2 separate regions of the Mus musculus genome follow, and region 2 is linked to region 1. Evidence: chromatin contacts called from public HiChIP or PLAC-seq data. All regions are on one chromosome and are shown on one strand. Each heading gives the region's core, a stretch centred on a gene start, on an enhancer-like site or on the middle of the called end of the contact. The rest is flanking DNA. Distances are from core to core; before and after follow the strand shown.

Region 1 (5,461 bases), core at 1,786-4,285:
ACTCCCTCTTCTGGAGTGTCTGAAGACAGCTACAGTGTACTTACATATAATAAATAAATAAATCTTTAAAAAAAAAACAATACATTACTCTCACCCAGAACAGGGACCCCATAATACTGAGTGAAAAAAGATAATCAAGGAGTTGGAGGGATGACTCAGAGGTTAAGAGCACTGGCTTCTCTTCCAGAGGACCTGGGTTCGAGTCCCAGTACCCGAATCAAGATCACAATCCTCTGTCAGGTTTCTGGAGCCCTTTTCTGATCTTGAAGGATACCACGGACTCAAGTAGTACACAGACACACATGCAGACAGGACACCCACAAACATAAGTAAAAGAAAACAATCAGTAAGATAATAAACAGGAATATACATGTAAATCACGAAGAACCATATACAACAAGCCTTGTCATTTATATCTTCCTTCCTTCCTTCCTTCCTTCCTTCCTTCCTTCCTTCCTTTCTTTCTTTCTTTCTTTCTTTCTTTCTTTCTTTCTTTCTTTCTTTCTTTCTTTCTTTCTTTCTTTCTTTCTTTCTTTCTTTCTTTTCTGTTTCTTAGTTTTTCGAGACAGGGTTTCTCTGTGCAGCTCAGGCTGTTCTGGAACTTTCTCTGTAGATCAGGCTGACCTCGAACTCACAGAAATCCACCTGCCTCTGTGTCCTGAGTGCCAGGATTAAAGGTGTGTGTCACCACCTCCCAGTTCCTTTTCTGTTCCTTGTGGCTCAGACCAGCTTCAAACTTACTCTGTAAGTGAGGAAGCCATAGGTGAGGAAGTCTTTGGACTTTGCAACTTTCTGAAGATTAAGAAACCAAACCAATTTTAAAAGTTAGGCTGTGGTGGCACATGGCTTTAAGGCCAACACTTGGGAGACAAACACAGGGAATCTCTGTGAAGGCTACACAGAAGAATCCTGTCTTGAAAAGCCAGGAAGGAGGGTGGAGAGGTATCATTTTTGAGTATCTGGAGAGATGGCTCAGTTGTCAAGAGTACTGGCTGCTCTTGCACTAGACCTGGGTTTGATTCCCAGTACTTACGTGGCAGCTCACCACAACACCTTTATCTCCAGTTCCAGGGCATCCAGTGTTCTCTTCTGCCCCCATGGCACTGCCCTCACAAGGTGCACAAACACACAGATAAGACTCATACAAATAAATAGGGGGGGGGGCTGGTGAGATGGCTCAGCAGGTAAGAGCACCCGACTGCTCTTCTGAAGGTCCTGAGTTCAAATCCCAGCAACCACATGGTGGCTCACAACCATCTGTAACAAGATCTGACTCCCTCTTCTGGTGTGTCTGAAGACAGCTACAGTGTACTTACATATAATAAATAAATAAATATTAAAAAAATAAACAGGGTGGTGGGACATCCTCTTGGAGACAGGGCAGGGGAGGAATGGGATGAGGAACTGTCAGAGGGCGGACTGGGGATAACGACTGTACTGTAAAAGGATTAAAGATTTTTTTTTTTTTTTTTTTGGTTTTTCAAGACAGGGTTTCTCTGTATAGCCCAGGCTGTCCTGGAACTCACTTTGTAGACCAGGCTGGCCTCGAACTCAGAAATCTGCCTGCCTCTGCCTCCCGAGTGCTGGGACTAAAGGCGTGCGCCACCACGCCCAGCCGGCCAATATTTTTAAAAACCCAAACAACATAAATATAAATAAAATCTAACAAGGTGTGATAACACCCACCTAAAATAATGTGTTCATGTACTTGTAGATGTCATGTTGTGTTGGTGACTGTGGAGGCCAGAAGAGGGCACCAGATCCCCTGGAATGGGAGATTGTGAGCTGCCAGACCTGGTGCTGGGAACTGAACCTGGGTCCTCTGGAAAAGCAGCATGCTCTCTTAACTGCTGAGCCATTTTAAAGCCTTGTCGTGTTGTTCTCTCTGTCTCTCTCTCTGTCTCTCTTTGTCTCTCTGTCTCTCTTTCTTCCAGGAGTGGGGGAATGACACATGGTTTCTCTGTGTAGCCCTGGCTGTCCTGGAGCTTGTTGTGCACACCAGGCTGTCCTTGGGCTCACAGAATATCCATCTGCCCCTGCCTCCCACGTGTGCACACTCACACTCAGCTGCCCACCATCTCCTTATCTGGCCCCCCACACCAAATCCTTCTCCTCCCCAAGCCGCTCTTCACATTTCCATAGATTTATTTGTGACCCATTGTATTTATTAGGGTTCCCAGCATGAACATGGGTATGTGTGTGTGTGTGGGGGGGGTAAGTTTTATTTTTAATTTATTGTCATGGGCGGGGGAGGGGCTGCACAAGCTACAGTGAGCATATGGAGGTGAAAAACCTGGTGAATTGCTTGTCTTCCCACCACGGGCTCTCTGAGATTGAGTGTAGGTTATCAGGTTTGCATAGCGAGCGCTTTTACCCAGTGAACCATCTTGAAGTTCTGACCCTCCTGCCTCCCGGGTGCTGGGTTGTGGGCGTGTGACATCACCTCCTGACTCCTTTATGATCCCAGAGATCTTCATAGTGGCAAGCTTTGAGGAAGAGGGTAGGGGATGTGGTGGGAAGTTTTCTGAGGTGTTTTTGTTAAGCTGGTGGTGGTGGCGGAGGTGGCGGTGGTTAGTGGCGGTTTTGTTTGTTTGTTTTGAGACAGGGTCTCTATTATGTAGCCCTGGCTGTCCTAGAACTCACTATGTAGACTAGGCTGATCTCGAACTCTCAAAGACCCACCTATCTCTGCCTCCCCGGACTGGAATTAGAGGTGTGTGCCACCAAACCTTGGGATGTTGTAGTTAGATTTTTTTTTTCCTATGCTGAGGAGCAGAGGATTTTTATCTCAGGACCTTGTGTATAATAAGCCATCATGTTACCTCTGACCTCACCCCCACCCCTCTCTCTGTCTCACATTGCACCGGGAGGCTCTATTTTAGACAACGTCTCCTATACCCCTGCCTGATCTCACATTTGTTATGCAGTAAAGACAGATTGACTTCAGATTCCTGCCTCCACCCCCACAGCTCTGGGACTACTGGCACGAGCCACCTGGTTTGCCGTGACTTATAAAGTTGGCACAGCTGCACCCTGCTATGAACATCAAGTCCCCGTTGTTGACCTTGACTCCCTTCAGACTGTCCCTGGACTCGTCACCAGCTTCATTAGCATGTCCTTTCTCTGTTCTGTTTTGTGATACAAACCCGATTTGCCTGTCTGTGTACCAGGTGCTGCCCATGGGGATCTGCGGGGCTCTGGCCCTGCCAAATCTCTCTGAGGGGGAGCAGGAGCAAGGCTGGCTGCCAGGCCTCTTCCAAGGCCACTGCTGCCCCGGAGTTGGTGGCAGGCAGCGGGATCCGGCAGGCAGGTGGCTAGGAGCCAAGGTTGGGGCCACAGAGAGGAAGTGGCTATGGTAGGTTGGCGCTGCTTCCATCGACAAAAGCTTCAGGAGAGAACACTGTCCCCTAAGGGTGTTACAGCTTGATTAAACAGGCGCTCTCAGACAGGCTTTGGTGAAATAACTCTTGAGCCTTTATTCCTTGTGAATAGGGTCTAATATACATTTTGGAGTGGGCTGGGGTCTAAAGGCAGATGCTTTCTGTTGGCTTGGTCTGAGAGGTTAGGGATGCCCCCTCTGCACGTGGAGGGCACTTCCTGTGTTGCCCCTACGAGACTGATTATCCAGTCCTCTTCATGGGGTGTGGTGGTCCTATGTTCCAGGACAGGAACCTGGTCAGGAGTAGATTTCAATGCCTACCGTTCTCTTACCAAATTTTCTGCCTGGTGGCACGGTCTCCTGACCCACACCTATTCACACACCTCCATCTCTCACCACCCTTAGATCCATAGGTTCTAGGATGCATTCAAGAAGCAGTGCTTGTTCCCTGGCACCTCTGTGCCTTTGCATATTCTCCTCCCTCTGTTAGGCCTCACCCTTGCAAACCCCCCCAGATGTTTCTGAACAGTCAACGCACCAGGGAAGCACCTTCCCACCTCTGGGCACAATTAATTATTGTAGTGACAATTTTGGAGTTTTAGTTTCTTTAAAAAAACAAAACAAAACACTGAAATATTAGAAGAAAGTGCTTTTCTTTTCATCGAAGGGGCTGCTGGGGACAACAGCTGACTGTGATTTGCCTCATGCTCTAGCAGAGGCATGGTTTTGCCAGCTTTGGGTAGTTTCTGCGATTGTGTGATTGTTTGGAATTCTGGGAGCTTTTCAGAGGATATATAAATGCTAGGGCCCCGAGAGGTACTGTTGGTGGTTGGGGTCATTCGGGCGTGGGGGTGGTTACAGTTTGTTCATACTCGTGTTCAAAGAAGAAACAAGAACAAAGAAATTAGATTCGGAGATCTCTCTCTCTCTCTTTTCTTCCCCTCTATCCTATCCTTTATCTAGTGATAGGAGGTGAAGAGCAGGGTTGGGGGGGGGTGTTAAAGGGTGGGAAAAAGAAACCATAAACTAGCAAAGACCAGGAACAAGTCATCCTTCAACGATGTCACCCTCAGGTCACTGTGTTATCTTCATTTGCATGGGAAGTGTCCCTCCGGGCTGGATCCGGGTCCCATTCTTTGTGTCCTTTCCCCTAACATCCAGCAGAGTCTGGGAGTGAAAGTCAGGGGACATTGAGTGACACAGTGTGTGGCTAAGGGGAGGGATCATGGTCGATCACCTCTCTCTCTGTCTTTTTTTCCCACTATCATCAAAGGTTCTAGGGTGGACAGAGGCCCTGAGGGCAGGGTGGTTCATGGCATGACACAGTCAGCTGACAGCTGTTGGCTGCTTCGTCCACAGCCTGGGATTTGGCTAATGATGGCCATAAACTGTCATCCATAAACCCTGAGCTGCCCTGGGACCACAGTCAGTCTCAGGTGAGTCAAGCTGGCGGAGCCTGAGGACAAGGACCCCCTCCTAGATGCAGGTGTCAGTACCCAGTGTCTGAAGTGACCCCAGACTCACTCCAGCCCGTGCGGAGGTCAAGGATTCTGCCTCTAAGTGACCAGAGTCTGTGCTCAAGTCTCGGTACAGATCGATCGACCACCTTAGACCTTCAGAACTTCCATCCCCCAGCTAGACCTGCTTCTTCCTCTTGCTAGAAAGGAGAGACAGACCGGATCCCAGGATGCTGGTCAGAGAGAGAGAGAGTTTTCCCACTCTGAAAAGCTCACAGCTCCCTCCACTGGACCAGATTCATTCTTTGGCTTGGCCGTGTTTTCTTTAGGTTCTTATCGTAAGAGTTTGCGTGAGGATTTAGAGAGTGACCAGAGAGTTAAAGAAACAGAAGCAGAGACAGGAAGAAGGTTCAGCCTGCAAAGGCTTTTATAACTTAAGTCTCGTGGTTTGAGTCCCCCCCCCCCCATTCCATGGTACAAAGAAAGAACCAACTCCTGAAGGTTGTCCTTGGCTGGATCTCCCAATGGGTGGTGAGGCAGCAGATGCAAACATGTCTCCACTCACACACACAGAATAAATAAAAAGTGGGGGGTGGGGGTGGGAGAGCTCACACTTCCTGACTAC
Region 2 (5,377 bases), core at 2,650-5,149, 340 kb before region 1:
ATGCTAAGTAATTCATGCAGTGGGAATCTGGGGTCTGGACAAAGTTGTCCAGGGAGGGTTCCTTGCTAGGGTCACACAGCTAGGACGGAATGGCACAGCCCGGAACCCGGCCCAACTTTATCTGATTCCATGCCTCTGTTGGTCTCTTCCTGTTAGTGTTCAGCTGACTTCCTTCCAATCTTTATTTCTGTGCAACAGGGCAAAAATATTTACATGTAAATATTCATCGTTTTTCCTCCTCCAGCCTTGGTTCGAAACATATTGTGACAATTGCCAAGGAAGGGGGTAGACATGAAGCACAAGCCTGCTGTGTTCTGGAGGGATTCCTCCCAGGCCCACTCAGGAAAAGCTGCTGGCAGAGCAGGGGTGGCAGAGCAGTGGCAGAGCCAGGAGGGTTAGCGACTCAGAGAGGGGAGACTAAGCAGGGCATTCTAGAACTGCTCTGGCAACTTGGGACGTGGAGGAAGTCTTAGGATTCTGAGCATCTGTCTGCTGCAAGATGCCCTGGGTAATGCCAGCCCTGCAAACCCCTCAGCCTCCCGTGCAGGCTTTTGCCTCTTGTCTGTGCATTTGAGCTTAGATGGGTTATTAGGGGAGGAAACCGGACCGGTTTATTTAGGCATGTGAACTTTGTACTCTTTCTCTAAAAATTTATTTTTTTTCTTTTAGTGTGTATGAATGTTTGCCTGCATGCATGTAATTGTATTGTGTGCATGCCACGTGCCTGTGGAGGTCAGGAAAGGGTGTCAAATGCTCTGAAATGAGAGTTACAGACAGTTGTGAACCACCACATACACACTCCTAAGCACACCCACTCATCTGCACGCAAACTTCTACACACACACCCATGCATATGCATAAATAATAAATACATTTAATTATTTTTAGAAGAAGAAGAGAAAAATAACTGCTGGAGCCAAGCATTGTGGTTCATGTTTGTAATCCTAGTACCTGGGAGACAGAAGCAGGAGGACCAGGAGTTCAAAGTCATCTGTGTTGGTATAGCAACGGATCTGTCCTCGCCCAGCCCCCCCCCCCCCCCAAGCCACCAAATACACACAAAAGAGAAACCCAGAGAAGCTTGCTGCTTTGCCGGTTCTCAGTTTTGTGGTCAGGGGGGACTCTTCCTGCCCTCTTTGCTTCCATTGCAAAAATGCAGAACTTCTCTGTTTCTTAATCTGTGTCTTCTTGTAACTTCATTTTATTCTTAAAGACAGGATCTCTCTGTGTTGCCTTAGCTATCCTGTAACTCACTCTGTAGACGAGGCTGGCCTCCAACTCACAGAGATGCACCTACCTGCCTCTGCCTCCTGAGTGCTGGGATCAAAGGTGTGGGCCAACACTGCCAGGCTTCTAATTTCCTTTCTTATTTTTAAAATTCTTTTCCATTTTTGTTATGGGTCTGTGTACACGAGTGTGGGTGCCCAAGGAGCCCAGAGGTGTCAATCTCCCTGGAACTGGGGTGACAGGCAGTAGTTATAAACTGCCTGATGTGGTGCCAGGAACCAAACTTTCAGATCCTCTGTAGGAGCAGTAGCTACTCTTAACCGCCGAGCCCTCTCTCGGCCCTTGTTCCAATTTCTTACTGACTTTTGACTTTTAGTTTGTTCTTTTGTTTTTTTGTTTTAACTTTTTTTTTTAAAGATTTTATTTAATTAAAGTATATGAGTACGCCTGGAGTGGTGGCATGCCTTTAATCCCAGCACTTGGGAGTGCTGCAGAGGCAGGCAGATTTCTGAGTTGGAGGCCAGCCTGGTCTACAGAGTGAGTTCCAGGACAGCCAGGGCTACACAGAGAAAAAAACCCTGTCTCGAAAACCAAAAAAAAAAAAAAAAAAAAAGTATATGAGTACAATGTCATGTCTTCAGGTGCACCAGAAGAGGGCATCAGATCCCATTACAGATGATTGTGAGACACCTTGTGGTTGCTGTGAATTGAACTCAGGACCTCTGGAAGAGCAGCAGTCAGTGTTCTTAACCGCCGAGCCATCTCTCCAGCCCCTTAATTTTTTTTTTTTTATTTTTATACGTTTTCTTTTTAAAGATTTATTTATTTCATGTATGTGGGTACACTGTCGCTGTCTTCAGACACACCAGAAGAGGGCATCAGATCCCATTACAAGTAGTTGTGAGCCATCATGTGGTTGCTGAGAATTGAACTCAGGACCTCTGGAAGAGCAGTCAGTGCTCTTAACCACGGAGCCATCTCTCCAGGCCAACTTCCAACTTTTAGTTTGTTTTTTTGTTTGTTTGGTTGGTTGGTTGGTTGGTTAGTTGGTTGGTTTTGGTTTTTTGAGACAGGGTTTCCCTGGCTGTCCTGGAACTCACTCTGTAGACCAGGCTGGCCTCGAACTCAGAAATCCGCCTGCCTCTGCCTCCCAAGTGGTGGGATTAAAGGTGTGCGCCACCACTGCCCGGCCTACATTTAGTTTTAAAAACCTTTTTTCCTGTAGAAAATGTCTGGTGTCCTCAGCCTGTAATCCCAGCACCTCAGGTGTTGAGACAAGAGGGTTGCAAACCCAAGTCCAGCCTGGGCACAGAATGAGTTCGGAGGTCAGCCTTGGCATCTCAGTAGAACCCTGTCTTAAACTAAGAAGAGGCTGTCCAGCTCAGAGGGCAGTGTGCTCCTCTGCTGTCACAGGTCTTCACTGTCAATTTGACTGGCTTTAGAATCTCCTAGGAGACCCACCCATGGGTGTGTTTATGCGGGCATTTCCAGAGACCTTTCACTTAGGAGGGAAGACCCTCTTTGATGTAGTGACACAAAGGAAAAGAGAAGATAAAATGCTACCAGCATCATCTCTCCCCACCACTCCCCATCCCCCCACCTATGTCACCCCCATTGTCACTTGCTATGCCACCTATTCCCCCACCCCATCCCCTACCCATTCCACCCACAAACCCCACCTCCCCACACCACTCCCCCCACCACCAGAAACCCCCCACATCTCTACCCCCACGTCCCTCTCCTCCTTCCTCCCTCCTTCCTCCTCTGTCCACCACTTCCTCACTGCAGACACTGTGCAACCAGCTAGCTGCCCAGAGCTCTTCCGGCTGGCTGTACCCTTCAATCAGCATCTTGTGAACCATGAGCCAGCAGACGCTCGCTCGCCATTAAATTGCTTTTTGCTAGTTCCTCGGCCATGGGAATAAGATGTAACTAATCTAGAGTGCTTGAGGCCCTCAGCTCAGTACCCCGTGCTGGGAGAGAAAAATGTCAACATCCCATCACATTAAAGAAAACTTAATCATTTGCCTCTCACCTTCAATAAGTATGAACATTTTTGCAAAATTTTTTCCCCTTTTGGGACTAAAATCTCTACAGGTCTGCAAAAAGAAAAATCAAAAGATTTTCCCAACCTCCTACTTGTCTCCTCTTTTATTTTAAAAAGTATCATTAGTGCTAGCAATATTTCAGGGTCTCACATAGCCAAGTGCTCTTAACCACTGAGCCCTCTCCCCAGCCCTCCCCACCCACTTTTACACGAGAGCTCCAACAATCAATCTAACTCAGCTCCCCGAGCTTGCTCTACCAGCTGAGCCATCTCACTTTTTATTTGTTCCCAGTGCTCTTTACTTGTGGAAACACCGAGGATTTGTCCCATCAGAGTTGCCATACTGTAGAAAATTTGTTGTTTCCTAGAAGTGTAGTTAAACTTGCTCTTGTGCCTTAGATTTCCAGTAAACGAAAAGTCATTTCCAGAGACTTGGTTAGAGGGGTTTAATGTGTTTGGCAACAGTACTTCATCGGCCACCGTCATCTGCACTTCAAGTGCTGTTTGTCATTTGTTTTCCAGACAGGCTGGATGGATTCTAGCCTGGCCTCAGACTCCCCTTAGAGGAGAGGATGACCTTGTATTCCGATCCTCTCGCCTCCACCTGCTGAGGGCTGGGGTTGTAGGTGAACACCACCATTCCCATTTGATTCAGTACCAGGGATAGAAGCCAGGGCCTCCTGCGTGCTAAGCAGCACTGTGACATCTGAACTGAATCTCCAGCTCGGTACACCCAATATTACAGCAAATCTGAAGTGCGTAATGTTTTAGCTGACATATTCTATTAGCTGACTAATCTGAGGCCTTATTGATCTCTTCCTTATAGAAGTCTCCGTCGGCCTTTCCCCTATTGGCTTTGCCGTCCACTAATGAGTCATTATGTTGTTAGGCATTGCCAAATGGTGATTTTTCTTACTCACGTTGCACTCATTACCTGGATAATTCTTCCATAAAAATGAACTTGTCCTAAGTATTTTATTCTCATGAAATACAGTTTATACAAGACAGGAAATGCTTCCTTCTTCGTGGCCATTTTTGTTTGTTTGTTTGTTTGTTTGTTTGTTTTTGCTTTGAGACAGTTAATAGGTTTTTCTCCACCAACGAGATAAGCTAATTCAAGCCAAATAGAGAGTAAAAAGGCAGGTTTATTTGGGGGCAGCTCACGGGCAGGTTCATGGGTTCCAAGAAATGGGGCTAACGCAGGTGGTGAGCTGGGGGTAGATTCCTCTGGTCTTCGGTCAAGAGCTGGGGCAGAAGTTAGACAGATTCACCCTGAACTTCCCGTGAGGTTCTGGGAAGGTCACCCTACAGCTCTGCACCATGCCCAAGTGGAGGGCAGAGGTGTCGGGGTGGGGAGGGGGTGGTATGGCCAGTGGGTGAGGAGGTCCCCACCATGGTACTGCCATTGGATATGTTCAGGAAACAAAGTTAGCTTGTTCTGAGCTGGGAAAGTCCCTTTTTGAGTTCCCTTCACATCTGAGGGCACTGGCAATTGTCTATGTCACCGAGGGGCCATGGGAAGCCTGGCTTGGTGCCAGCTTTGTCACAAACCCACTGTGTACATTGTAAGCTTCTTCCTCTCTGGGATTTAAGAGTCTTCCGTTTGTAAGATGGCCTACGTGAAAGCACGAAGCTAGACACCCACCAGAGCATGAGTGAGTGAGGAGGTCAGGGACGGCATGGAGCACCTGTGACACAGTCATCTAAGGGAGGGGACTAGGCAGGACAAGGACCCGGGTGGCCGACTTCTGAGAGAGGCTAGAAAGCTTTAATTTAAAAACTAGTAAATACTAGTTAACAACACCTGTAGCCAAAGCAAGAACAAAGTATGCGTCTGGGGCCAGGTGTTATGACACAGGGCTTTAATCCTGGCACTCAAGGGGACAGAGGCAGGCAGATCTCTTAAGTTCAAGGGCAGCAGAGTCTACAGAGCAAGTTTCAGGCTAGCCAAGTCTACAGAGTGAGACTCCCCTCTCCTTTCTCAAAACAACAAAAAGAAAAACTAACAAGAGGGCTGGTGAGCTGGCTCAGGGGTTAAGAGCACTGACTGTTCTTCCAGAGATCATGAGTTCAAATCCCAGCAACCACATGGTGGCTCACAAC

What was found. HiChIP or PLAC-seq counts read pairs in DNA pulled down with a chosen protein or histone mark.
Region 2: a contact with region 1 is called in a FOXA1 HiChIP or PLAC-seq map of pancreatic cancer cells. The contact joins two enhancer-like sites. A contact is called at or near these places in 14 of 39 promoter capture datasets (the 3T3-L1 cell line, 3T3-L1-derived adipocytes, the C10 cell line and 8 more), 2 of 484 Hi-C or Micro-C datasets (bone marrow-derived macrophages and natural killer cells), 16 of 115 datasets of contacts at active chromatin or transcription factors (the 230-238 cell line, craniofacial prominence, effector CD8 T cells and 9 more) and 3 of 9 other capture datasets (adipose tissue, liver and pancreatic islet).

Annotation. Positions count from the first base shown.
Region 1 is chr4:133,561,060-133,566,520 of GRCm38.p6, reverse strand. No RefSeq gene overlaps it. Among named protein-coding and RNA genes, the nearest start is that of Nr0b2, 10 kb to the right of the region's middle. Within about 2 kb of position 3,035, at least 56 of the 459 cell types and tissues checked have an H3K27ac peak or open chromatin away from gene starts, as enhancers often do. A contact at or near this core is called in the HPC-7 cell line and pancreatic cancer cells, where this site is marked.
Region 2 is chr4:133,903,028-133,908,404 of GRCm38.p6, reverse strand. No RefSeq gene overlaps it. Among named protein-coding and RNA genes, the nearest start is that of Rps6ka1, 18 kb to the right of the region's middle. Within about 2 kb of position 3,899, at least 34 of the 459 cell types and tissues checked have an H3K27ac peak or open chromatin away from gene starts, as enhancers often do. A contact at or near this core is called in the HPC-7 cell line and pancreatic cancer cells, where this site is marked.